Regions from separate parts of the Sus scrofa genome. Here regions 1, 2 and 3 are each linked to region 4. Evidence: chromatin contacts called from public Hi-C data. All regions are on one chromosome and are shown on one strand. Each heading gives the region's core, a stretch centred on a gene start, on an enhancer-like site or on the middle of the called end of the contact. The rest is flanking DNA. Distances are from core to core; before and after follow the strand shown.

Region 1 (6,832 bases), core at 1,866-4,365, 150 kb before region 4:
GGTTTAATATTTGTAAAAAATATCATTCCTGGGAGTTCCCTGGTGGCCTACTTAACGACTCAGCCTTGTCGCTGCCGTGGCGCAGGTTCTATCCCTGGCCTGGGAACTTCTGCATGCTATGGGCGTGGACAAAAAAAATTATTCCTGTAATAAAAACACGCATAGGCTGAAGCTGAGTTGGCCAAATGCAAGTGCTGTAGACCAGCATAATTGTCCAATATTAAGTCTGAACAAAGAAGAATTGGCCCTCCACCACCAAACATGGCTGTGAGAGTCACAGGAAAGGCACCTGCCGAAACCTCAGCCACAGAGAAATCCTTCAATAAACAGGGGCTGCTCTTGTGATCGCCACTGCTTTCTTCTCTGGCCCCAGGTTTTATCTCTTTTACTTCCCTTCCAAGGTACCTCGTGTCTTCTGCTCCAATAACGGAAGTGGGGTTTGACCATGCAGAAGTAGGATTGGGTCAGATGACCCAGAAAGAGTGAGACCAATAATCAGGGGAACTGGAAAGTGAGTGTTCATTCATTAGGAGAAGGAAAATAAGAGGGTTGATGGGAACCTCAGGTTACGGTACAAAAAGGATATCCTCGACTCTCCCTTCATTTTCTTTGCTCACTCTGTGGTAGAACATTTTCATCCTTCCCTAGAAATTCCAACTTTGAATTTTCTAGAGAAGAAAACAATGTCGTATCTTTAGATAAGTTTACCTTTAGAATTTCTTTTAGAATTCTCCGTCTCATTGGATTTCACTTTCCGTTTTTATGTTTCAATATTATACATTATGCTACTGAAAGCATTTTTGCCTGTAAAAAGTGAATAATTCTCTTTTATGACTATAGAATTTGAGATAACTGGTCCTCCGGACTTTACTGGGTACACATGTTTGGTTTGTTACCTGATAAAATGAGGATAAAAATACTTAAATTGTTGTGAGGGTTAAATTAAATATCTGAGTGTATATAAAGCTTAGCACATTAAATATGTGCTAAAAAATGTTCATTTACTTTCCTCTTCATACAGTAGTTACTCAATATAAGTGTTTCTACTAACTGCAAATGACTTGACTCCCAAAAAAGGTAGCGACATATTAGTATTTCTTCAAATCCACAGTCCAAATTTTGGGTATCTTGCAGACTTTCCTAGATATTTAAAAGAAAATCTGGAAAGGAGACACAACCGTAAGATTTAGTACTTCGCAAATACAATATGCCTGAGTATTTCGGATTTGCTTTCTCAGGAAGTTCTGACTGAATAACTAGATGTATGGAAGGCTATTAACATTCAGCTTGGATTCTGCAAAGAGAAACAGCATTCAAAATTTCCTTCTCAATTATCTTTCTCCATTACGTCTATTCTGAGGCAAGAGAAAAAATCTAGGTAGGCTGGATTTTATTCTAGAAAGAGACTCTTTTCTGTTCTTCAGTGTGAGTCTCAGAGGGATCACAACTAAAGGCAATTTAGAGGAATCCTGTTTGGAAAGAGCTGAATCCCAGGCTTTGGGAACAGGGAGCTTCTGCCCCCATGGACAGAGCTACTGCAGGATTTTAACCCTTTGTGAGCATTGTTCTGGGAAGAGGGAAAGGACATGCCTTACACAAGAAGGCGTGTTGCCGATTTGAAGTGAATTCAGTGCCATCTTTCTCTGCAAACACTCACAGCATAACTTTAATTCCAGATTAAACCAGAGAAAGGCAGAGGCATTGTTGGTGAGACACAGTGGAGTTACTGTTCAGAATGTCTCATGGCTCCGAGGCTGATTCGGAGGAAAATGGGTCCAGCTTCTGGACCCAGAAAAGATAATGATCATCCAAAAGTAGTTCCAGATTGTGCCCCATAAACAAAATGCATCTAAATGCAGGTACTGTGAGAAGTGGAGGTGGGGAGGGGGCTAATGGCAAAGTTACGCCTCCACTTTTTAATTCCTCTTGACATCTGAAGGTGGTTGGTCAATGAGGGCTCGTGCATTTGGAAAGGGCGTTAGCGGGTTAAGTACATTAGAAGGCTCCAGGATCAGGACTGATTCTCTTCTAGTTCTGTGGAAAATTCAATTGCCAGAATGTGCATTTTAAAGGCAAAAGTTAATGAGTTAACCATGAGAATAATAGCAGAGAATTTTTCCCTTCCATTTTTATTAAAAACAGATCAAGTATAATTTTTAATAAATAAATACGCCTTCCATTTTTATTAAAAACAGATCAAGTATAATTTTTAATAAATAAATATGCCTCAAAAATAGAGCCAATATGGCTTTTAGCGTGAACTTAGACTTACTTCCAAACTGCCCTATGTTCATTAAAGTTGCAAAAAATAAGCCTTTGGCAGCTTTAAGATTAGGTATAGGAAAAGATCAAATAACAAGACAGACCATCATTATGCTAAAATGTTGGCTGAAAATAGTAAGAAGCAAAATTCTACATATGGTTAAGGTCTTAACAATCTATTTTTAAAGATGCTGGAAGGAAATATACAAAGTGTTCATGATGGTTGCCTTCAAGTGGTGGGATGATGGTTGAACTTTTCAGCCTTATATTCCTACTTCTATATGTCGTATCATCTACATGTTTTATTTTTACAATCCGGAGAGGGGGGGAAGAAAACAAACCTTCAATGATATCATCATATAGCAATATCAGAATGCCTACTTCTGTTTTGGTAGAGGTGACATTCACATCGCAAGGTTCTGGCCACCATTCTCTTTCCTCTTACATGCTAAATTCATCAAATCATGCCAAGGAATGTCTTATTCCTCATTAATCCCAATGAGAATTTTAGTTTGAAACAAGGAGTTCTGATTTTTCTTTTTCTCCATCCTAACACAGCATTTGTGCTTTTTCTAGACTCCAAATGAGATGCCTTCAACAAACCAATTTCCGAGGCGGTAGAACAACAGCCTCCATAGAGCCCCAAGCCAGCAGCGTCGCTGTTACTTTAAGAGTAGCATGCCGCCTCCCCCTCACACCCACATACTGGTCCTCTCTTTGCACAGCAAGTGCCAAGCGGTGACATCTACTATAGTTTCTAGGACACGATGGTCTCTGCTATACAGGGGGAAAAGGGAGAGAAAGAAGGCGGGTGGTGAGGGAGAGGGAGCACAAATCCAGCTATGTTCCCAGAGGATGAGTCACTTCCTCGCAATAATCCTGAGATGCTGTTTATGGCTGTGCTGCTGATAGGCAGCCCAGCTCGGTTTCTCAGCAGAGCTGCGGGCTGCAGCCTCCCCCCTGGCTGTCCATTAATCACGAGGGGCTGTTACCAGTGTACACAGAGTGGGAGTTCTGCCTCCGAGTGGCCTCTAGGCTGTCTCCAGCTCAATGAAATGACCCTGTGTGAAAACTTGTTTTATGAGAGATTGGTTTATTTGTAACTAAACTACTTCCTCCGTTATTTGATAAGCTCAAATATTTGCTACTGATAGTCTGAGAGTGTCACATTTATTATCCTCTTTCAGGGGTTGCTTAACTCCTTTGGAACGGACTCCATTAACCCTTGGAGGGGCTGCCGTTGCTTTTAATGGGACCAGCTTCTATTTTCTTTCCAGCGAAGCCAGTGCCATTTTTGAGGCAATCAGCCCGGCTCAGCTATGACATGGGGATCAAAGAGAGGCCTTTCTTTTCCAAAGCAGAATGTAGACAACTGTAGAAAGTGGGGGGGGGGGGGGTCTAGCCAACTCTCTGGGAGAGGGGGTTCTGAAGCCACCACGAAAAGGGAGGAACGCTCTTCCAACCCACTAAGCCTGGACGTGCTCTGCGGATGAGTGTTTCTGAAATCGTGGATTTTCAATATGTCACGATGACCTTCTGCTGTTCCTCAGACCCCCCAGATATCGTGCGGGCAGGCCACGCTGTCTGAAATCCTCTCGCATCCTGCAGTTTGAAACTTGGCCTTTTGGAGTCTGAGCTCATTTGCATTTGGCAGAACTTGATTTCCTGCTTCTACAGAAGGGGGGCGGTGGTGAAAGCCTTTACAGTGCTCTCTCAAAGGGCTCAAAGGGCTTTCGGAACATATTAAACTATGTTTCCAAGAGTTAAATGAACCAGAATGAGGCAGATTTCATTTGCAATGAAAAAGAAATACAGGCTTTGTTACATGCAACACACTTGAAAAACCTAAATGGAAATCTCTCTCCTGACAAACCCACGTTGGGGCTGTTTTTCAGTTTTCTTGCTCTCTGATCGGCTACACAGAGCCCTCAGTGAAGGGAGAAGAGGCTAAGGAAATAACCACTTATGTGTGGCAAAATGTTCCAGCCTTGCAGAGATTTTCCCAAAATCATTAGACCCACCAAAACGCTTTCCATTGGCCGGGCCCACACCTTCCTCATCAGATTTTCCACATTTCTGCGGACTCCAAGTCCTGTCCATCTGCCTTTCCTCAGAGAGCCAGTCATTGGTAGCCAAAAATGTAACCGAGTTTACTCTCATAAACCAGAGATCGCCTCGACTGTCAACCAGAAAAGAAAAAGAGGTTTTCTTAATTCGTTTTTAGAAGGTCAGAACGCGCACCTCTATGCATACCCACCCCCTCCAAAAAGAAGCTGAATTTCATGCAGCTACTTTCTGAGGGTGTGGAGAGGTGAACCTGAAGAGAGCCAGCCAAATCTGCTCCTCCGGAATGGTGACTGGCCACGAGGGCAAAGGTTAATTGCATGTATTCCACCTCTGGTCACTTTTGGGCCCAGTTCTCAGCAGGTGGCCCCCTGGTGTCACTGCCCCAACTGCCTATCAGTGGAACAAAGACAGGCCCTGAGTGATGGTCTGAATTGTCTTCCAGGGTGGATTTGTATTCAGAAATGGTCAACCATTGTGTTGAATAGATTTTTTTTTCTAAAAAAAAAAATGTATTATAGTCGATGTACAATGTTCTGTCTATTTCTGCTGTACAGCAAAGTGACCCAGTTTTATATATATGTGTGTATATATATATATATATTCTTTTTCTCATATTATCGTCCATCATTTCCCATCATAAGTGATTAGATATAGTTCCCTGTGCAATACACCAGGATCTCATTGCTTCTCCACTCCAAATGCAAAAGTTTGCATCTACTAAGCCCAAACTTTTATATTTTAGTGCTCCCATCTTTTCCTTCATCTTGTTTTGTTTGGTTGGTTTCTTACTGTGGTTAAAAAACACGTAACAGGAGATCAACCCTCTTGACAAATTTTTAAGTATATAGTACGGTACCGTTAAGTGCAATGCTGGACAGCAGATGTCTAGAACTTTTTCATCCTCTTGACTGAAATCTTGTACCCTTTGAATACCAGGCAACTCCCGTTTCCCCTCCCCCAGCCCAGCCACCATCGTTCTACTTTCTGCTTCAATGAGTCTGACAATTCTGGGTACCTCCCATATGTGGAATCTTGCATGCAGTGTTTGTCCTTCTGTGACTGGTTTATTTTGCTTAGTGTAATGTTTCCAGGTTCATCCATGTGGTGGCCTGTAACGGGATTTCCTTCTTTATATGGCTGAATAATATTTTATATGTATACATATACAGACATATATAGCAGTTATATCCATTATACCTCATATTTTATTTATCCATTATCTGTCTATGATATTTACGTTGTTCTACCTATTTTGAGTAATGCTGCAATGGATATGGGAGTGCAAATGTCATACATCTGACAAGGGGTTAATATCAAAATATGCAGGGAACTCCTACAACCCAATTGAAAACAAAACAAAACAAACAAACAAAAAAAACGACTAAAAAAATGTGCAAAGACATTTCTCCAAAGAGGACTTATAAATGGGCAACAGGGGAGTTACCCGTTGTCGCTCAGTGGTAACGAACCTAACTAGTATCCATGAGGATGCGGGTTTGATCCCTGGCCTCACTTGGTAAAGGATCCCACGTCGCTGTGGCTGTGGTATAGGCAGGCAGCAGCAACAGCAGCTCCAATTTGACCCCTCACCTGGGAACTTCCATATGCCACAGGGACAACCCTAAAAAGCAAGAACAAACAAACAAAACATGGCCAACAGTGTAGGAAAAATGCCTGACATCACTAATCGTCAAGAAAATACCAATCAAAGCCACAGTGAAATATCACCCCATGCCTGTTAGGAAGGTCATTATGAAGCAACAACAACAAATGGTAATCACAAGGATTGCTGAGGATGTGGAGAAATTGGAAAGCTGTTACATTGTTAGTGGGTATGTGAAATGGTGCAACAACTGTATGGAAGAGTTTTAAAAATTAAAAAAAATAGGACACTATATGATTCGGTAATCTCATTTCTGAGTCTTTATCCAAAAGGATTGAAATCAGGCTCTCAAAGAGATATCTGTGCTCCCAGTTCATTGCAACATCTTGAGATTTTGTTGGCTTGTTTGTTTATTTAGAAATTCTATCCATGAAGACTTCACGTTGTACCAAGTGCAGTGAAGTGATGAGGGGCTGGAGAAGGAATGGAATTGGGTTCAGATGCCTAAGTTTTAGTTGTAGCTCCAGCCTTTACTAGCAATGTGACCTCCAGTAGGTAGCATGAATTCCCGGGGTCTTGATTTCCTCTGCTCTAAGAGGAATGTGATCCCATCTGCTGTGAGGAGTATTATGAGGATTAAATAGGTTAATTTAGGCAAAAGTTTTAGAATCTGTGGAGCACCACACTACTGTCTGTTATAACATGACTCAACAAAGCAAAATTCTGCTTATCTTTTCCCCCTGCACAAAACTGAAAAAAAAAAAAAAATTCTGCTGTAGAATGTGAGTTTTCTAGTCTTCATCAATTCTGACTTATTAACTGGGTAGTGACTAATTTGTCATGTATCTTCTGGCCATATAGATATAAAAAATATTTTATTCTTAAAAACGTATACAACAA
Region 2 (6,929 bases), core at 3,075-5,574, 130 kb before region 4:
TCAGACTCCATTCTGTGATCTTTAAGCCCCAAATCCTACATTCATAGGGATATTCCAAGATTATTTTAACCACAAATTCAAAATGTTTTGTCAGTATTTTCTCATAATATTTCATAAAGGATCTTTGCAGGAAGGAGCCAGACTTGTAGTCATGCCCATTTTACAGCTGTGGAAATACCAGGTGCAAAGTCTTAAAGAGCTGGCCTGGGTCTCCGGGATCTGCTGGTTTGGGTTGTATTTACTTTCCTTGTAGTTGATCAGTCTGAGACGCTTCTGTCAAATGGATGCACTTTCTTTCAGGCGGTATGCTGGCTTTTTACAGAATTACTGATAGATTGTGGAGAATATGTGATTAAAATAATTCTCTGAACTTTCTGTTCAGAACAGGAGACAGATGATAAGACAAAAAAAAAAAAAATGCTGTAACTATTCTTGAAAGCCAAGGGCCATGCCGAAGCCTTGCCTTGCCTCATTCCCTCAATTTTTGATGGTCCTTTTCCCCTTTTTTCCATATCTTGGGTTTTTTTTTTTTTTTTTTTTTTTTGGCTTTTTAGGGCCGCACCCGTGGCACATGGAGGTTCCCAGGCTAGGGGTTGAATCAGAGATGCAGCTGCCGCCCACAGCCACAGCTATAGCAACTCAGAATCCAAGCCACATCTTCAACCTACACCACAGCTCAAGGCAGCACAGGAAACTTAACCCATTGAGCGAGGCCAGGGATCAAACCCACATCCTCGTGGATATTAGTTGAGTTCATTACCATTGGAACACAATGGCAACTCCCATATCATTTTGTTTAATGGGCTTATGGTAACTTATTTAAAACTTTGCCTTTCCTTACATTATACTCATTGTAATTCTTGCTTAACTAGAGTACATACATGCTGACGTATTAACTTAGCTCTGAGTACCATGTGGTGCTTAATAGAATAGTTTTGATCCATCAGCCATAAAACAGTTTTTAATTATGTTAATTCAGAATAAGTATCTCCGTTGGGAGTTCCCGTTGTGGCTCAGTGGTTAACGAATCCAACTAGGAACCATGAGGTTGCGGGTTCGATCCCTGGCCTCGCTCAGTAGGTTAGGGATCTGGCGTTGCTGTGAGCTGTGGTGTAGGTTGCAGATGCGGCTTGGATCTGGCGTTGCTGTGGCTGCAGCATAGGCTGGTGGCTACAGCTCTGATTCAACCCCTGGCCTGGGAACCTCCATATGCCGTGGGAGTGGCCTAAGAAATGGTAAAAAGACCAAAAAAAAAAAAAAAAAAAGAACAAGTATTTCCATAAAGAATTGAAAAATTAAAATATCCCAGAACTAATTCTCTTTATTAATTAATTTATTTATCCATTCGCTAATTGGTTATCCATTTATTATGTACCAGCAGTGGAGATAACAGTAGAGTACAAGAAATAAAATGTCCCTGCACTTCTAGCAGATAAAGGGAAGGGAAAATAAACAAGTAATTACGTAAGATTAATTTATGTGATGATACCGGCTGTGACGATAGTAATATAACCAGGTAATATCATTGAAGGCGATTAGGCCAGTGGCTACTTTAGATGAAATGTTGGGGAAAGGCTTCTATAAAGAAGTGATATTTGAGCTGAGATCTGAAAGTGAAGAGAGCCTTGCAAACATGGGTGAGGAGAGCACTATATGTACACAGATTAGCAAGTGCAGAGGTCCTGAGGTGGAAAATAGCTGTGTTCAAAGTCCAGAAAGAAAGTCAATGAGGACTAAGATCATTGTGCTCAGAGAAGTGCAATACAAAGTGATGCTGAAGACAGAAGTAGAATTGAAATCACTTACAGGCTATGATTAGATTAGTGTTTCTGGTTGTAACATAAACCATATGCTTGTCTGTAAAGACTTGAGCACTCTGAGCTCCATAGCATCTGGGTGGGCCCTGGTGACCAGTTCAAAAAAAAAAGATATGCCTTTTCCACCCTCGGTCTTCCTTCTTGAGCTGGAAATGAAGGACTCCAAAGCCTAAGCCTGTCAGAGTTACAAGATAAAATTAGCCCGGAAGAAAGCTTCTCATCAACCAGGAACACAGGTTAATGAGCAAAAATAAACCTCTATTGTTAAAATTATCAGACTTATTTGCTATAACAAATCCCATAACCCAACTGATACAGATATAATGTGGCTTCTTACATTTCTAAACAATGACTCTGGTACCATGAACATTATAGAACATTGGGCTCAGGTATAGAAGCTGGGAAGCCAGCAAGGAGGTTGTTGCAGGTGTCTTGATGGGAAAGGTAGACATGAAGATGGAGAGAAGTGGACCAATTCAGGACATAGTTTGAAACTAGATTCATCAGAAGCTACTGCTGGGAGACAAGAAAAATAAGGAAAGCTTAGCCAGTAGTATAATGCATATTTTACCCTTGGTTTATTTCTCAAAAGAGGACTGCATCTAAACAGTTTTCATTTTCACTTTTTTACTGGTGTGACAGGGAATAGTTGTGCCCTGAAAAGATCTTCTAAAACACTTCTAATTTGTTTGATTCATATTTAGTCATCTTAAAAGATTTACTGAATAATGAAATTGAAATAATTTGAAAATGGTTAACATTAATCTTTTCTGTAATGCCTTGTGTCTTGCCCTGAAGAAGGTACAATAGAAATTATGGTCTCCCTTAGATCAGAAAATATACTGCTATTTATGTAACCTAAATTTATGTTTATTTTCTTCGGTAACCCTGTTATGTATAGCTATCTCATTGAGCCAATGATTTCACCCTTTTCCAAATCTTTTTTTTTTTTTTTTCCATTGAACTAATTGGGAATAAGTTCATCTGGAAGTAAGAGAAACCTAACTACAAGTTTATTTGTTTGTTAGTTTTACTTTTCCTTAAATGATTAGAAATCCCGAGGTGATCAGCCCAGGGTGGTTCTAAAAAGCAAAGTCTTGCCTAATGCACATCTCCAAATCAGTGTTTTTGTTAAATGTGCACCCATTCATTAGATCAATAACTTGGAATGTCCTATGTAGGAAATATAAAATCTAACAGTGTTTTAGCTATCGTGAGATGAGGGATTTGAATTTTCAATAGGGAATCAGTACAAAAACAGCATCATAAATGGCTCCCAGGCAAGAAGAAAAATTTCAAAGACAAAGGGGGGAACATGCCATATGTTAGTCTATTCCTTTTTATCAGGAGAATAGACAGTTTCTGGAAGCTCCTCTCAGAAATATCCTGGTCGTATCTCAGAGCCCCAAATGGATGTTATGGCTGCTAGAGCTACAGGAGGGTCCGAGGTGATAATGAATTTTAATTGAGTACATAATCATCCTGAACAAAAATGATTATTTTTTAAGGAAAAAGGAAAGCGTATGGGTTAGGATACAGGCTAAGGTGCTATAATATGATGCCCTTGAACTGTAGTGCTCTAATGGTATAGAATTAAGGAATATTCTAAGGGTGGAGTTATCCCTGCCATCTTCTAATGCCCCATTGCAGACCTAAGACTGCATTCTAGTTGCACCCTCTCTCAGGCATATGGAAAGTGAGAACAGCCTAGAGGAGCACACATCTAGTTATTTTAAGGGTAAACCCACAGAGAGTACCATCCATTGTGTTCCCAGATGATTGGCTAATACTTAGATGGCCATTTATAGCTGCAAGAGAGGCTGGTAATGTAGTGGTTAGCTAGGCATCCATCCATTAATAGCTGAAACTATTAATTTGAAAGAAGGAGAAGATGGGGATTGGGTAGGGCTGGGGGAGGTGCAGCAGGAAGTTTTATCCAAGACACCTCTTTCCCTTTCAGATTCACAGAGATCTCTCAGCCACCTCTAGACAAAAGTATTCAACGATCCAAAATATACTAATTGTGTTCACTCTTAGCTTATGGTTCTCCATCTTCTACAAATAAATAATGAGGAAAGAGTAGGTTTGTTCACGTCTTGTTTCAATCATTAAATGAATACTGAGCGCCAGATCCCCAGCAGGAACGAAGACGCAAAGGGAAGAACAGCACCAAAGATAAGCAGAAACAGTACGCAAGGACACGAAAGGTCAAATAAGCTCAGAGAAGGATAAGATGGTTTGACCAGCTCTCATCGTACAGGACGGCAGCAAGAGAAAAGATTGAAAGGCATGTAGAAACCAGATGTCAGGCTATTAAAGTTGGAATTTATTTCTTTAAACAATGCAAAGCTATGAAAACATTGTGAGAGAAGAACATTATCGGAAATGTGTTTTGGAAGATTACCCTGGCAGCAGGGCAAGCGTTTGCAGCTTCGTGGAGTTGAAGTTGAGCAGGGTTCACAGCATCGCAGTAGTTCATGTGGGAAGGGATGAAGGCTTCACTTGGGAGGAAGAGGGCAGGTGGGGGTGGGGGGCGCCGATGTAGCAACTCACTGGTTCTGAGGCAGCAAGGATCAGGATGGTGTCAATTGGACAAGCTATTCTCTCCGACTGGGGGTCTGGTGCTGAAATTAGCTGGGTGGTAGAAACGCAGAGAGAAGACCGTGTATGGGTTAGATTCATTTTGAACTTAAGTTTGAGGTCTCATGGGACGGCTGTACAGTAACTATGATATGTGACTAATAAAACTGAGCATTTTGTGCTCTGCAACAGTTTGTACTACAGATATTCTCATATTGTTCTGGGAAACTCTCCCAACGCAACATTTGGCTGCAGTCATTGTAAGCCCTTGAGAGTCGTTCAGGAAATTCCATGCGCTTATGACTCTACTTTGAAAGAGCACACCCAGGAAAAGACATGAGGAGTTATGATGCACTTTGTAGAGTCAGGACTATGCTATGCTAACAGGAGGCCTAAAGAAGCCTGGAGCCCTCTAGGGACTTGCTCTAGGAAACACCAGATGTGCGGCTAGATTTCAGGGCCAGTACAAATGTAACGGCTGACCTGAAACTTGCACCCAGCAATATAGGATAGAGGAACAAGCCATTAAAGAGAGAGAGAAGGAGTGGGGGGAGAAAGGAAGGAAGGAAATAAGGAAGGAAAGAGAGAAAGAGGGAGGGAGGGAAGGAGGGAGAAAGAAAGAATGGAAGGAAGGATGGATGGAGTCCCAATTGTGGCGCAGCAGAAACGAATCCAACTAGTAATTGTGAGGTTGTGGGTTCGATCCCTGGCCTTGCTCAGTGGGTTAAGGATCCAGCGTTGCCGTGGGCTGTGGTGTAGCTCACAGATGCAGCTCAGATCCCGCGTTGCGGTGGCTGTGGCATAGGCCTGCAGTTGTAGCTCTGATTCGACCCCTAGCCTGGGAACCGCCACATGCTGCGGGTGTGGCCCTAAGAAGCCAAATAAAAGGAAGGAAGGAAGGACGGAAGGGAAAAAGAAAGAAAGGAAGGAAGAAGAAGAAGAAGAGGAAGGAAGGAAGAAAAGAAAGAAAGAAGAAAGATGGGGGAGAGAGGAAGGAAGGTAGGAAGAAAGGAAGGAAGGAAAGGAGGGAGAAATCAGAAGTGAAATCAAGAAGCAACGAAAAAGCCAGCAGAGTCTCTAAGAACAGTGGGTAGTTCTGTAATAATATGGCATCAAATGTCATTAAGTTAAAGACTCACGAATCATCAATTATTCCGTCATGAGATGCTGGTCTTTTGAGACCTAGTCTCTAAAAGGCAGGGACATAAAAGCATACCTAGTGGACGATAACTCCAGGGAAATCTAATCTTCACCCTCTTGTCTTCATACACCCGATCTGTCCACATCCCCCCTCTAGGCCCTGATATATCGTCCAGCCTCCTCTTTTTTTCCTTTTCCTTTCCAAGGTAGCCGATTCTTTTCCCCTCAAATCATATGGAAGTTCCCAGGCTACACTGTAGGTGCAGCAACACCCAATCCTTAACCCACTGCGCCACAGCAGCAACTCCACTAATGCAGCCATTTCCTGACCTCTGTTTCAGCTCATCCTAGGTCTGTTTTGTCTGGTTTGCTGCATTTGGAGGACCTTGCTGGAACTGACCTCTAGTTACACTCTGAAACTGTTCTCTTGAAAAGTACTCCCAAGGCCACCTGGGGCGTGGTCCTGCCAGGCCTGGCAGTCCCCCTTGCCACTTGTGCTTCTGTGCCAGCCGAGGTGGAGGCAGCTTGTACTAGCCAGCTTGCGCTTGGATGCCTGCGCGCTTCAGTTTTTAAGGGTTGTCACCTCTATGTTTGGAAAGAATGTTGTCAGAAAGGTATTAGAGTCACATCGTATAGTTAGATTCATCACCAAGAAGTCTGCGGAGCATCTTTGCTCTATCTTTTTTTTTTGGCTTTTTAGGGCCTCACCCACAGCACCTGGAGATTCCCAGGCTAGGGTTCAATAGTTGCTGGCCTACGCCACAGCCATAGCATAGCACCGCAGGATCCGAGCCATGCTGCGACCTGTACCACAGCTCACGGCAATAGCAGATCCTTAACCTACTGAGCTAGGCCAGGGATCGAACCTGCGTCCTCATAGATGCTAGTCAGATTCGTTAACCACTGAGCTATGGCGGGAACTCCTACTCTTCATCTATCTTATTCAGCACGTGTTGTAATGAACAGGCATCCAGGAATGGCGTTGGGCAATGAGACTGCATTTGGGGACAGACACAGCAGCTGCCCTCAAAGAGATTTTAATCTCATAAGAACGTCTATTACAACATATGCTGTAAATTTCTATGATAGGCATTTACACAGAGATTGTCTCATCTTGTTGATCATGTCTGTATTTATATTTGTATGTATATACCCAGATATCCAACAATAGAGCCCATTAAAAATTCATTGTCACCAATAAATTAGCTATATTAGTTATAATTAATTATAAAAATTTGATAAAGGAAAAAAGTCCACATAGGCCACTTTCTATTAACTATATTTGTATTGGACACATGTATTTGCTAATAAAACATGTGGGGACTACAGCAATGACTGGAACAGCCATTTTCAAAGTTTATCTAGGAAACTCTTGGGAGTGAATCTCTCAGT
Region 3 (7,027 bases), core at 4,319-6,818, 210 kb before region 4:
GAGTGGATGGTTCACCATGAATCATTCATGTGGCGGCCATCTTCAATGAGAGGGTAAGGAGGGATAACACCGACGTGCAGTGTTTAGATGAAGTGTGGCTGCCTCATTCATTCCATTTGCTTCATCAGAGTTGATGCTTATCCTTGTAAACCATACTCTTTCCCCAGATGATGACAGGAAGAGAGAACAAGCACATTCAATCAGTCCTCCCTGCTCTACCGAGTCTAATTTAGATTATGCCTTAGGACATACTGCTTCCTCCTTGCAGAAATCAGGCATCAGTGTTATCTGTCTCTTTTCTCTTCCTGGCCTGTCTCCATTCCCTCTCCCCACAACTAGTGAAACAAAATGACTTTAAATTAGGAAGTGGCATTTTTTTTTTTCAAAAGTCTGCATTTTCTATTGCCAATTTTTAAAGCTTACCTCTTTTTAATGTTGAAGGGGGAGGTGCAATAGATTTCTCTGAGACCCTGATAAGGGCCTCCTCCCAGAATAATTCAACTAACCACCTATTCACAGCTGACATTCGACTTTTGGAGGGTCACAGTCTGAGGTCATCTATGGAGCCACCTATCTGTCCCCTTCCCTCCCACGCCAAGGATGTCAAGCTACACCCTGCTCCAAACGTCCCAGGGACATACTCTACTAAGATTTGCATAAAATGGGAACTGGGGCCATTTATTCTTCTTGATTTTTTTTTTTATAACACATCCTATCCAGGCAAGTGACAAGTTTCAAGGGAGAGCAGCTCGAAGGAGAACCTGGTGGGATTCAGGATTCTGGGCCTTCCTGATACTTAAGTGACTCTAAAAGCTTTTTAAAAGCTTCAAAGATAAAATAACAATACATCATAGAGACTAGCCTGGCAAATCCCCTGGCCTTTCCCATTTCTTTTTATAACAGCTTTATTGAGATACAATTCACACACCATACCATTTATCCTTTAAAAGTGTTCAGGGCTACTCAGTGTCATAAAGCCACCACCTCAATCAATTTTCAAAATTTTTTATCAGCCCAAAAAGAATCCCTATACTCACTGGCAGTCACTCTCCATTTTCCCCCACCGTCCCAAAGCACTAGGCAATCACCAATCTGCTTTTGTCTCTATGGGTTTGTCTGCTCCAAATGAGACTCCCCATGGGGATTGCCCACTCTGTTTCTTTGATATTGGACTACTGCCCTGATGACCATAAAAGTGTTCACTTGAATTAAACAATTCATCATTTGATTGTCTAACGGGAGCAAAGCATTATGTTAGGCATGCAGAAGTTTCAGACGTCAGCTTTCAACCTAATTACAGGAATTCATCAAAAAGAAGTGATCCATGCTATGAAAGCAGTACCCAAGGAATCTTGAATGCCTCGCTCTCCATAGCTGGTCCGCCCCATCCTCACGTCTCAAAGCCCATGGTCACCAGGAACTGCCTCAGACATGGGTTCCCATTAGGTTGACATCATGAACCATTCACTAGAATTCCAAGTGGTTTCTGATTTTCTCAGATTCTGATCCTTGAAATTCTTTTCTGTTTGTAGTCTCACAATATTCCTTAGGCCCTTGTGACAAGGACAGGGAGTTGCTTCCTACTTCCTTTATCACGTCCTGGTCTTCTAGTTCCTGTATTATATCAAGTTCCTTCTCAGCTATGTGCCTTTGCATATACTGTTCCCCCTTCTTACTCATCTTGACTCCTATGACTTTTTTTTTTTTTTTTCCTTTTTAAGGCACACCTGCGGCATATGGAAGTTCTTGGGCTAGGGGTCAAATCAGAGCTGCAGCTGCCGTCCTACCCCACAGCCACAGCAACACTGGATCCGAGCCTTATCTGTGACCTCTGCCGCAGCTTAAAGCAAGGCTGGAGGGATCCTTAACCTACTGAGTGAGGCCAGGGGTCAAACCCACATCCTCGCAGAGACTATGTGTGGTTCTTAACCCACTGAGCACAACAGGAACTCTACAATTTCTTGAATTTCCACCAGGCATCCTTCAAGCCGAGGTTTAAAATGATACTTCCCAGTTAGAGGAGGCCAGACTAAGGCAGCTTCAGCCTTTACAAAAGCCTTATGCTTACCCTTTATCTCTCGTACCACAATTGTAATTTCAATTATTTCTATGAATATTCATAAATATCTATTTCCCCCACTAAAGCATGATGCTGTTGACTACACAATATCACAGTTGTATTTCCAGAAACTAAAATAGTGCCTGGAATAGATTATACTCTAATACATATCTTGAACAAATGAAGGGCGGGAACATGACCAGAACTCTATCTATCTGCGTCTTTATCTATATGTCTATGGCAGTTATATGTATATAAATTAGATTAACACACAAGGACTAGAGACAACCCATTCCTTAAAACCAACCAAAAAAAAAAAAAAAAAAAAAAAGGTCCTTAGCGTGCTATACTGAAATTATCTGTTTGTTTCTATTTCCACTTGTGGATACCAAGCTTCTCAAGGGCAGGAATGTATGTATTTAAATGTCTGGCACAAAGTAATCATTTATTTTTCACAGTATACATAGCCGTTCATGTCTCAAGAATGTATGCAGGCCCTTCCCCTTAATCTACTTGACCTCCAAACTCTCTGTCCTTGGTTTTCTCTGCAGAGGACAGGACGCAGGCCCACTAACTTAAAGGCTGCCCGTAGGCTGGTGACTTACCAGACGGGGAACTCTCTCCCTGCTTTCGCCCCCAGCACCTACGGTCACATCTCAAAGTTAAGAGAATTGTGGCTTCTCTCTTTCCTCTATCCCTCCAAAGCTGTTTGCTCCATTTCAGAAAATAGTATCACCATCCTTTTAAGTGCTCACGATAAAATCCTTGGTACCTCTCTCCACCATGCCCTATGTCCAAATTGTAAGACAGCTCTTAAAAAACATATCTAGGATCCACTTATCATTTTGGGCCCTTAAATGACACACCTGTGCTCCATGGGGGTATTTATTTTATTTTTTTAGCACTATCTGAAATTGTTTATTTGTTTTCTAGTTTTTGACCATCTCCCCTCACTAGACCATCCAGTATCTTGAGGCAATGGGTCCTATTTTTCTTTTCACTATTCTTACCCTAGCACTGAGAAAAGGACCTGCACCATAGTGAATACTTGTTGAATGAGTGAATGAATGCATGAAAAATAAGCATTTGTGGGAAAAGGCTGAACTGAATGGGAGAAGCAATGGCAAGGGGAGAAATAATGGAAAAGAACTGTTAGGTAGAAAAAAACCAAATGAGAAAAGGTAAAAATGAAATAAGAAAATTCTATATGCTAAGTTTTAATAGATTTGGGTCACTTACACCTTTTTGAATATTATGGTATCACTGGACATATAACTTCAGGATATTCCCTAGATACTCCGAATCTCATCCAAGAGCCTCTTGGAGGGTATCATGGATGCCAGAGTAAAGATTTCTAGAGGTCGATCAGTGATAGCTTTATCTTTGCAGAGAACATTTCATTCTAAAGGCCAGCTTCCATCTACAGAATGCCACTTTTTTGGCACTTCAACAATTGCATTAGATTCCCCATTGAGATGAGCAGAAGTGAGAGTACTCAGTTGGTGCCAGGTTGGCTTTGCAAAATTTCAGGTTAGGCAAAGTCATGCGGGACAGAATACAAAGCAACACAATTGCCCCCCCCCCCCCCCAATCCTTTTCCTGTACTGGAGTGACTCCAGATACACCCAACTTCTCTAAGGCTCAGCCCTAGTCTTAACTAAAGTTATTAAAAATTCTCAAGAACCACACCATGTTCATAGCTTCCAGGGAGAAGTAAATTACCATCAAACTTTGGGTGGATAGAGAGCCTTTAAAAAGGATCCAGTGGCCAAATATAATTTTTCCACTGGACTCATCCAAAGAATAAGGAAATGTGTGTCTTCTTAGCTCCTTAGCTGGTACACATCAAATATACGGAGTGTGAAAACCTTGGAGGCTGTGGAACCTCCTACCAGCCAGATTACACTGGAAGAGAGTCCCATTATACTAACTCTCCCTCGAAAACTTTGCACTACCTCGCTTTCATGGGACAGTATCCAGGATAAGCAGGGAAACATTTTCCCCCTGATTTTATCTAAGTTTGCTCAAGGAACTGAAATCATCATGTCCTGAGCCACATGCCACGTGCAGGGGCTCTGCCTAGCACACAGAAAACTCTTAAGGAATCGTTATTTAGTGACTTGCCATTTGCAAGCCTGTGGAATCCAGATGCCCGCAGGTAGGAGTGGAGAGGTTTTTCCAGCCTGACCGTATCAGCCCGTCTCACCACAAGAACCTTCTGTTTTGGCTGACATCCCTTCTATCAGACTCAGGCGGTTCTTTATGGCCACGTTCGAGTTTAACGGGTCTGGCTTACATTCTACAAGTGTTGATCTCATTCACAAGCGCCTCTCCTCACATCCAGTGGCTAAACTGCTTTGTACTCATGCTTATTCTTCAGAGGAGGTGGGATAGTTGGACACTGGAGGGCATAAATTCTAGAAGTTTAACTTCAGCTTCAAAATTCATGATAAGGAAGAGAACCACAGGCACTAGCACACAGCAGAGGAAAAAAATCGATCAAGTGGGGTCGATGAAGTGAGGCTGTGGGAGGCAATTAAACAATAAAGTTCTAACAGTCTTAGAACTTTTCTGGTGAATTAAGCAAAGGTTTTAGTAATTACCTTTTTCTCCCTGTGAGGCGTGGGTTGCTGTAAGCTATAGTACTGTGGCAAAAAAAAAAAAAAAAAAAAAAAAAAAAAAAAACAAAACTTGGTTAAGAGGAAAACAGTTTTAAAATTTCTCTTCGAACCCAGCCCACTGGAATTATGAAAGCAGCCTCAGTGAGATAGACGTGCAGGCCTCTAGCTTCAGAGCTGTAGGAAAAGGAATGACTTCGCTTACTGGAAACTCATATTTGCGTTGGACAACATGATTATTTGAACTGGATGGAGGACGGAGAGGTGCATCTTAACTTTATCAAACACATCACAGACGTCATTTTAAATTCATCCACTCAGGGCCGTTTTGGGGGGGGGTGTTAATACATATGTATATATATACTTAAATACGTTTTAAAAATGACCTTTAAGCTCCTTACGAAGTCCAAGAATAATTTCTTTGCAAGTCAAAGACTGACACCTGCTCTAGTCCATTGTTGATTATTTTTTTTAAGTAATTTAAGTATAGAGATCTGTGATGACAGCGTGCCTTCCTACTCTGTTCTTGCGTAGGTAAAGAGAATCAGAAACCCGCTGAAAAAGATATCCGCCCTCCCCCACGCCACCCCCCGCCACCCGCGGAGGTAAAAGCGGCTGGACAGGGTCCATCTAAAACATATGGGGTAGTTACATTCTTTGGGACGTCAAAATTATTTAGTTTAGGTGACTTGGCTGGTGATTTTGAAAATTACTCAGTGAAAGGTGAATGAATCATCCTCCTCCCAGTAAAACGAGCTCCGTGTTTTAGAGGCTTGCTTTTCTGAGTTCTCGCCTTCCGTTTTTATCTGCTAGGTGGAGAGGGAGTCGTGCTCACTGATCCCCACGGACTCTTCCTGGCGCAGCTCGTTTCCTCGCAGGAAGCGCTGCCGATTCACTCCGCGGGCATCACGCTCCATCCCCGGGGCGGCTGCCCTGCAGCTCCGAGCGCTAGCGAGCCGGGTGGGGGAGTGGGGGGCGCGGTGGAGGCGTTTCCGTTCTATTTCTATTTTGGTTTCTCCCACTGACTGGCTGCTCAGCTGTTCATGAGTCACCTTAACCTCAAAATCTGTCATTAAGACAGAAATAATGATACCTCTTTTTCTCTGCCTTATATGAATTGCATGAAGATGTTATTCATATTTCTGAAATACATGTGAGAATTAGTCAAGGTTGGGTATAAGGACAAGTATGATGCAGTTGTTCTTAAGCCACGATGAGGATGCTTTTTTCATTTAGACTTTGAGAATTGACTGTGCTGAAAAATTATGAATGAGGAGAGTTCCTAACACGGATTAAATTTGACCGACTGGATCAAGGATATATGTAATTTGAATAACATATGGCATTAGAACTTATTTATTAGGAGTTCCCGTCGTGGCGCAGTGGTTAACGAATCTGACTAGGAACCATGAGGTTGCGGGTTCGGTCCCTGCCCTTGCTCAGTGGGTTAACGATCCGGCGTTGCCGTGAGCTGTGGTGTAGGTTGCAGACGCGGCTCGGATCCCGCGTTGCTGTGGCTCTGGCGTAGGCCAGTGGCTACAGCTCCAATTCGACCCCTAGCCTGGGAACCTCCATATGCTGCGGGAGCGGCCCAAAGAAATAGCAAAAAGACAAAAGAAAAAAAAAAAAAAAAGAACTTATTTATTAAAACATCATTTAATAAAATGTTATCAAGCATCCTGGCGCTGAATTGGACACTAGGAATACCTGTAGCAGCATCCAAACGCTGTGGCGGGAATCCCAAACCCTTAGCCTCCGTCCTTTTATCATGTTGCTCTGCTGCTCTCAACAAAGGCTGCCTCATCACTGGTTTCTGGCTCTTAACCTTGTCCCTGAGGTGGAGGTGGGGGGGCTTTTCTCTTAGTGCTTTATTTTTTCTACCCAAGAATTATTCAGAGAGAAGTGAAATTATAATTGCCACAACTCTTTTATCTCATTTAGGAGAAATAAAATTAATAAATTAAATTATTCTTCTAGCTAGTTTACTGACCAATATATAAAGCTCTTTTTGATTCTTGCTTGCCATCTGAGCCCTAAACACACTAAGTAGTTTCTTTCTTTCTTTCTTTTTTTTTTTTTTTTTTTTTGCTTTTCAGAGCACATTCTACCCCATGGTTCCTAGTCAGATTCATTTCTGCTGCACCAGAACAGGAATTCCAGTTTCCCTTTCTTTAGCCCCGGGATAAATTTCATAATAATATTTTGTGCAAAGTCCACATATACAGTGGACATTTTCTTCTTCTTTCTCATTTCTTAAATTAAGATGAATTTTAAAAAATCTGTACAAGGACATGATTAAAATTAGATTTCTTGGAGTTCCCGTTGTGGCTCAGTGGTTAGCGAATCCGAC
Region 4 (7,325 bases), core at 122-2,621:
CGCTTTGTAAAAACGCACAAGATTCCAAATTAAAAAATAGCAGCAACAACAAAGTTGATCAACTCATCAAAGGAAAGGGGAAAAAAAATAGCTAGCCTCTTTTAATACCTCTTTTCAGGGAATGGAAAACGCTCGCGACTGTTTTAGGACTTTCTTCCTCTGCTGGGTCAGCCCAATCTTCCAAAAATAAAAAAAGCGTGACCCAGGCAGACCACGGCGAACGGAAAAAAGAGAGAGCTGCACTTCCGAACCGCAGAGACGCGGCGCCACGCTGGGCGACGCTCCCACCCGCCCTCTGCTCGCCTCTGTCCACACCGCGCAGAGAACCCCCTCCCAACCCGGCACCCTGTCCCTTTTTCACCCGCGGGGTCTCGCTGCCCCCGTGAGGCGAGCCCTCGGTCCCGCCGGCGTCCCTGCCCTGAGACAGCCTCTCCCAGGACTCGCTTTCCCCGAAGAGGAACAGGTTAGAAATGCGGGCGCCTGCAACAGCGACCTGGAAAACACAAAGTGCTTTCCCTCTCCCTCCCGCTCTCAGCGCCCAATTCGCGGCCAGTGCACCGCCCGGAGCCGACTCCCGGCGAGCAGTCGGCCACCCCAACCCCCCCAGGGCGCGGGCGCTTAGGGCGGTGGGTCCAGGGACCCCGTGCCAGCCGCGCACTGCAGCCCCCGCCGGGGCAGGCCGAGCCCCAGGCGAGCCAGATCAGCGGGCAGCTCCGGGGATCCCTGCGGGGAACCTGTGGAGTTAGAAAAAGGGAGGCCGGAGGAGAGACAGACCCCACTCCTGGTCCGGCTGCACCTACTCCATGTTGCCCACAATGCGCCGGCCACGGCGCCAGGAGGGGAAGAGCCAGCCAAACGCGCCTCACCGTGATCTCGGCTTTGCACCAACCCCTCTCCGTTGGATTCTCTTCTTCCTGCGATGTGCAAATAAATCCAGCCCCGATGCAAACTTTTTCCCCTTTCCTTCCAAACTCTGCTTCCGTCCAACTTCCGAGCAACCGGCGGGACAAGAAAAGGAGAGGAAATCCGGAGCCAAGTCCCCAGCCGATGAACACTGCGGGGTTCGGGGCTGGAGGCGACCCCCCTTCTGGAAGCGCACGCGGAGTATTTCCTCTTTTTTTCTCAATGAACTGGAGGCCGAAGCGCCAACGGCTTGTCTTTTCCTGGCAGATGAACGAATGAGAAAAGAGGCCTTACAGAGAACCTAAAGCCAGATGGTCAAGTCCTGCAGCCGCGTCCGCGTCGGAGCGGAGGCGGCGCGGGGACGCGGGGCGGCGGGCCGGGCCGGGCGGGCGCGGGGGCCTGGGCGCTGCGCGCTCCGCCGGCCCCTCTCCTCCGCTCGCGCTGCGGCGCGCAGCTCTCGGCAGTGCAGACTGGGCGTTGTGGAGGCGCGGCGGCGAGGCCGAGGCGGGGTGGTGGGTGCGAAGGAGGCGGAGGAGAAGGAGGAGGAGGAGGAGGCGGAGGGTCTGGGGCCTGACCGGGGGGGCTCGTTGTTGGCCTGCGCCCTAGCCTTTCCGGAGGAGGCAGGGAGCTCTGCGGCGGCCGCGGCAGCAGTAAATGGCGTCATGTGGATCCGAGGCGGAACAGAGCAGTTGTTGTCCCAGAGGATATATCGCATCCGGTCCCAGCTCATTGGCTCCGCGGGGCTACATTCACTCACACTCCAGCGCCCGCCAGCGCTCCGAGCCGCTGGAGGCATTCAAAAGGGCAACCACGCCGCCCCGCGCGTCCCCAGGCCGGTCCTACCGCCCCGGCGCCGTCACGCGGGGTGCCCGCGGGGCCGGGCTGGGCACGGCGGGGTCAGTTTATCTAGTTTCAAGGAAACACTGACCTTAAGGTTTCCCCAGAGGCCACGAGGACGAGCCGTGGCTCCCGCTGATTTGGGGAACTTTCTCCCCGCCACTAGGAAAAGGGAATGAACCTTAAAAACGAATCCGGGCCAGGCAGCGTTAGCATTAAAAACAGCAAGTTGCAGGTTTTGCGACTTTATGCGGAATCCATTGCAAGCCCACCTCTCCCCTTTTCTGTTCCCCCTCGAGGGGGCGACGGGGAGAGAAGAAGGGGGAGGGGAAGGGGAGAGGGAAGTGAGGTGGGAGGGCTATTGGTTTATTCTTTGTCTACTGGATTAACCCGATTATACACCAGGCACCAGCACAAACCGCCTCCCCCACCTCAGAGCCGCGTACGGGAGGAACGGAATGCAGATTCGTGTTTCAAGTACCTTCTGCTCTTGCCGGGATTTGCTTTTGATTACGTCGATTTGTAGTTTTTCGTTTAACATTAGACTTTATTTTTGAAGAGGGAGCGAGCTACGGATGGAGGCTTTTTTGAAGCTCTTCCTTACTGTTTTGTTTGACGCTATAGCCGAAGGAAATGCTACAATCTAGGCCTCTTTACAATTAGTTTATTCAGTCATACACACAGACGCGATTACTAAGGGCGACATCGCTGGCTTCTGAAATGGGAGGGGGGCCCGCTGTTTTACTGCATCTTTCCTCCTCCACTTAACCAAGAAGAGTCATCCTTCATTGCCAACTCTCCTTGTCACGTAGATCATTTCTCGAAGAAGATCCTATTGTCCTTTTTGAAGGTGGTCTGTACTTTCCTACTTAAAAAATAGATTATAATACAAAGAGAGAAAATGCATACATCAGCACTGTGCCGACTGCCGTTCATTTACTAAGAAAGGTTGCACGTGGGAGCACCAGTGGGGAGTTAACACCCCCCCTCCTCGACCCACTCCTACTACTGCCGTTCATTTACTAAGAAACGTTGCACGTGGGAGCATCAGTGGGGAGTTAACACCCCTCCCTCCCCGACCCACTCCTAATACTGGATTCTAATGATTTACAGAAAGGTTTTACTTTACAGGGAAGTACGGTCAAAGCTCCCGAAGAGCACCTGCGAGGGTTAGAGTTCTTGAAACACTGCTAGGAAAACGTGGTGCTAGATTCCCCGGGTCCGGCTCCATCCCACATCCGTTTACAGCTACCCTGGCACTCGCTGCCTTCTCCCAGGCTCTCGTTCTAGAACGTCCCGGCGCGTTCCCGGCCGCGCTATGCTCTCGGCCTGCCTTCTCCATGTTTCTCCAGCGCTCTCCCTCGTCAACCGGGGTTTGGAACCAGAGGTGGCAAGGGAAGTGGCACGCGTTATTTCCGGGCGCTGGCCTACGTCCCCCCCCCCCCGCCCCACGCCACCCCTCCGGCGAGGGTGGACAGGGCTACATCCGCCTGCTCAGCGGCGCCCGAGGGGGCTGCAGACACTGGACGACCCGACCCGGGCTCCCCAGCCCGGGCCGCTCTCCCAACACTGGAGTCTTTCGAGCCTCGGAGGAGCGCAGGCGCCGCTGCGCTCCCAGCCCGTCCGGCCACCAGGGGGCGCCCGCCCGGCGCGGGGCTGGAGCTGCTTTCTTCCCCAGGACTGGACGAGGGCCGGCGGAGTTGCTTTCCAAGATGTACCCAGGGCCGGCTGTTTCCCAGTGAATAAAAAGACATTTATAATGTAAGTGCAACGGCAGGTGGCTTTCCTTACCATCTCCTCGACACATTCCGTTTGAATATGAGGTGAGGCACCCAGGGGCAGAGGAACCCCAGTTTTTAGTGAGCGGACGGAGTTGGAGGCCAAAGCCAGGGTGTGCAAGGCTGGCGGGAACACGCTGCCTGAGTCTGGCAGAACACGTGAAAGAAAACTTCTCTTGGCTTCCTCACACCCCTGCACCCAATGGCTGCTTTGTAAGGAGCCCTTGCGCCCATGCTCTTTTCCCAGCCCTGCAGGAACTCTGCGAATATGCGTTCTTCTGGATCAAAGCATAAAATGGAATTTAAATTAGGAGCTTCCGGCTGCCTAGAGCACCTTCTATTTGTATTGAGTCAATAGGGTAGAATCTAGGAATTTATACTTTATCTTTCCTGAGCCAGAAGGAATCCCCTGTAATCTAGCTCTTCCTCTACCCCCAAGCCTCCCGCTGGCAAGCTGGGAAAACATTTAACTTCTACCTTAAGCACGAGATAAAAACGAGAATCTGTTGGATTCTAATTTACTCCTTACTATTTGATTTATTATTACTCAACTCATTATTAATTTTTTGGACGTGGCGTATAAAGCGTTATGTTATGCCTCTAGAATTTACTTAGTTGTAGTTCCAAAGAGGAATCGTGTCCCTACGTATGCGTGCGCACGCATATATAATTAAGTGTTTGGTGCAGCTGTTGTAATGTGTCCCCAAATTGATTCTCGTGTTACATTCCAAAATTATAACTGAGGTTCATTTTGGAAGATACTTTAGAATTTTGAAAGAATGTTATGTAAAACTTCACAGTGAAGCTCATTTTTAATCTGGTTTTGGAGAGTTCTAGAGATGCAACCCTGATGTGTGAACACATGTTCCTGTTTATCTGATGCTGAAAAATACCAAATCCTTGGAAAAGTCTGCTGCACCAGTACTCGCCTCTAAGTTCTCAGGTGGCACCAAGTAACATGCCCTCTTACTCCTGGCCATTGAACAGGACCATGTGTGGTACATTTGGGATCTCATCTCTGCCTTGATTTAATTTTCTGTATTCACTTACTTGGATTTACTTCACTTTATAACTGTAATTATCCTCATTTTTTTTTTTAATTAAGGCAGTGTATAAACCTATGTGAATTTTGCCCCCTCCAGTCTTTGGTAGAAGGCGTCATTAGGGACAATCTGGAGGTGCTTCTTTACTAGTGGGTATGTTGGCCAAGTTAAATCAGATATTTTCAAGGTTGTATACATTCATCTAAACTTCTGACTTATGTTGTAGAAATGGGAGAGTGTACTTTTATACAACTCTAGATCCGTTTTGTGTGTGTGCATGTATGTGAGATTGACCAAACCACTTGGCCTTATTGTGTTCAGACCCCCTAGTTTTGATAATCTCACAGTGATGTGATATATTCTTGAGACAAAGAAGAATATTGATTAGTTGGTTGTTTTGTTAGTATTATAACCAAGACAACAACTTATTTATGTATTGATATTTAAAGATGGCCCAGAACACAACCTTGTAAACTCCTTCCAAGAGTAGCAATTTAGATCTTTCAACCATTATTACTACTCCTATCCCAGCTGCAATGGTAGACTTAATTTATGCATAGACTCTTCTGGGAGGGACCTTCCTAAATTAGAGGACTTTGCAGTAGTGGACCTTTTGATTGGCAGCCAGGACTATAGTCATTTTATTTTTTAAATTGCTTCGTATCTCCAAATTCGATAGTTATACTTCTTGGAGGGACTGGAAGAGGCTGCAACAGGAATTCAAAATAGACCACTTGAGGTCTTATCTACATCTCTTGGAAGACTGGGAACAGCTTTTCTCTGCATCTGACCTTCTTCGGTGATGTCTCTTATCCTTAACTAAACCAGGATAAAGATCTGGAGTTACCCCTGGGTAAGAGAAGTGGTTTGATAAGTTGGTCTTGAACCGAAGGCTCTGGTTGGTCTGGTCTTTCTCAGAGACCTTATATGCAACGTGGATCCACGTGGTGGTTAATCAGTCTTCTTGCTAGCTCCATGTACTTTATTGCTGCAATTTATGCCAAGTCGGATGTGGACTAAGTTCTATAACAAAGCAAAACAAAACTTCTCTGCCAGCTAACAAGATTTTTCTCATTATATTTCCAATATATTTATTCCTTGACCTTAAGGTCGAGCTTCTTCCTTTGTAGGACTGATGTGTGCAGAGAATCAGGTGAGACCACTGTGCTCTTGCTTTGCCTTTCCCCAAACAGCCCTAGCTTTACTAGTTTTATTCTGTGTGCTTTTAACATTTGATCTCCTTTGTTATGCAGTATTTGTAACCCAGATGCTAAATCCTCATAAAAGTGAAAATCGTAAATTGAAATGAATATTTGTATATCACTGGCCAAGCTTAGGAGAAGTAGCAAGATGTTAAGTCTCTGAATAACCTGGAGGTTTGAGGTTATACCTCCCATTATGGGGACATGGGATCGAAAGGGCATAGGAAGTTCAACCTGTTCTCCAAGAAAGATGTAGTCAGACAGATTCCACGATAGCCATTCTTATAACCCAGATGCCATAATATTCAGGCTGCCAGCCAGCCCTGAATTAAGCTCAGTTAACAGGTCAGGTCAAAAATGTTCAGTTTGGTAAATGGACTAGGGGTGCATACAGACTCAATTTGTTCTTCCTGTCCTGTTTCTTTGGACAGGGAGTGTTTTGAAGTTAGAGTGAATTGTGAATCATTTGAGAATCTTATGGGGTTATATAAAACATCTTTATATGAACGCCGTATTTGGTGAAACTCTTCCAAAGGCTAAACCTCTCTCAGGATCTGAGGGAGTCTATATCAGGATGGCCTTGGACTTCTTTGTTAGTGGGCTGGAACGGAAATAGATTCTTCACGTTCTCATTCTTAAAAAAAAGAAAATATTCACCCTGATCTCTGTAAACATTAGGCTCTCAATAATGCTTTTCACTGAATGAGTGAAATTAATGAATGTAATTAAAATAGGAAATACTTTTTCCTTAATTTTCTAAAATCAAATAGAGATTTTCTGGATTTTTTTTTTAATGACAGAATTTGAGTCATTCCGTTAGCCTGGAAGTTACTCTTCTGGTTTGTAAAATGATTAGGAAGTGACTGAAATAAGTTTGTTAAGGCTATGATTTTTAATCCCTGAAATATTAAATGTTATGAAGTTAAGAAAGAAATCCTCATGGAAATTTTACGTATGTAAAAGAAAAATCTCTAGGGAATGTCTATCTCAAGCAATATAATAAAGAAATTAACAAAAAGGCTAATCATGGGTGGCTAGAAAATATAGATAAAAAAGTAAACTCTTGTGAATGTTTTACTTTAAAAAGTGCAGTTGGCAAAAGTGTAAGTATAATAATAATTAAAATTAAGTACTAATCTGTAGTTTCAAATTAGCACTTTACCAACTTTCAGGAGAGCATTTTTAGGAGTTCCCCATGTGGCTTAGTGATAATGAGCTCTGCTAGTATCCATGAGGATTCAGATTAGATCCCTGACCTCGATCAGTGGGTTAAAGATCCAGTCATGATCTGTTGCCATGAGCTGTGGTATAGGTCAAAGATGCAGCTCAGATCTGTTGTTGCTGTGGCGTGGGCTGACAGCTACAGCTCTGATTCAACCCCTAGACTGGGAACTTCCATATGCTCCATGGTTGGCCCTAAAAAAAAAAAAAAAAAAATGCATTTTTAGAATAGTTCCAAGAAAGTCACCAAATACTGAACTATTTTTTTATTCTTTGTGAAAATCCCCTTTGCAATTTTGAGATGTATTCTTCTCACCCTGTTTGTCATGTAGAGACATACT

The links. A called contact is a pair of places that touch in the nucleus more often than the background predicts.
Region 1: a Hi-C map of brain shows a contact between it and region 4, with 10 times the contacts expected there. The contact joins the enhancer-like site here to the promoter of SPRY2 in region 4. A contact is called at or near these places in 2 of 5 promoter capture datasets (fetal liver and liver), 5 of 47 Hi-C or Micro-C datasets (brain, embryonic fibroblasts, fetal skeletal muscle and 2 more) and 1 of 2 datasets of contacts at active chromatin or transcription factors (skeletal muscle).
Region 2: a contact with region 4 is called in a Hi-C map of embryonic fibroblasts, with 5 times the contacts expected there. The contact joins the enhancer-like site here to the promoter of SPRY2 in region 4. A contact is called at or near these places in 5 of 47 Hi-C or Micro-C datasets (embryonic fibroblasts, fetal skeletal muscle, heart right ventricle and 1 more) and 1 of 2 datasets of contacts at active chromatin or transcription factors (skeletal muscle).
Region 3: a contact with region 4 is called in a Hi-C map of embryonic fibroblasts, with 2.1 times the contacts expected there. The contact joins the enhancer-like site here to the promoter of SPRY2 in region 4. A contact is called at or near these places in 4 of 47 Hi-C or Micro-C datasets (embryonic fibroblasts and fibroblasts) and 2 of 2 datasets of contacts at active chromatin or transcription factors (alveolar macrophages and skeletal muscle).

Annotation. Positions count from the first base shown.
Region 1 is chr11:52,004,631-52,011,462 of Sscrofa11.1, forward strand. No RefSeq gene overlaps it. Among named protein-coding and RNA genes, the nearest start is that of SPRY2, 150 kb to the right of the region's middle. Within about 2 kb of position 3,116, at least 45 of the 83 cell types and tissues checked have an H3K27ac peak or open chromatin away from gene starts, as enhancers often do. A contact at or near this core is called in brain, fetal liver, fetal skeletal muscle and 2 more, where this site is marked.
Region 2 is chr11:52,021,432-52,028,360 of Sscrofa11.1, forward strand. No RefSeq gene overlaps it. Among named protein-coding and RNA genes, the nearest start is that of SPRY2, 130 kb to the right of the region's middle. Within about 2 kb of position 4,325, at least 11 of the 83 cell types and tissues checked have an H3K27ac peak or open chromatin away from gene starts, as enhancers often do. A contact at or near this core is called in embryonic fibroblasts, fetal skeletal muscle and skeletal muscle, where this site is marked.
Region 3 is chr11:51,939,768-51,946,794 of Sscrofa11.1, forward strand. No RefSeq gene overlaps it. Among named protein-coding and RNA genes, the nearest start is that of SPRY2, 220 kb to the right of the region's middle. Within about 2 kb of position 5,569, at least 15 of the 83 cell types and tissues checked have an H3K27ac peak or open chromatin away from gene starts, as enhancers often do. A contact at or near this core is called in alveolar macrophages and embryonic fibroblasts, where this site is marked.
Region 4 is chr11:52,157,395-52,164,719 of Sscrofa11.1, forward strand. It overlaps SPRY2 (protein sprouty homolog 2), which reads right to left and starts at 1,372. Exons shown (of 2, transcript XM_001927097.5): 1 at 867-1,372.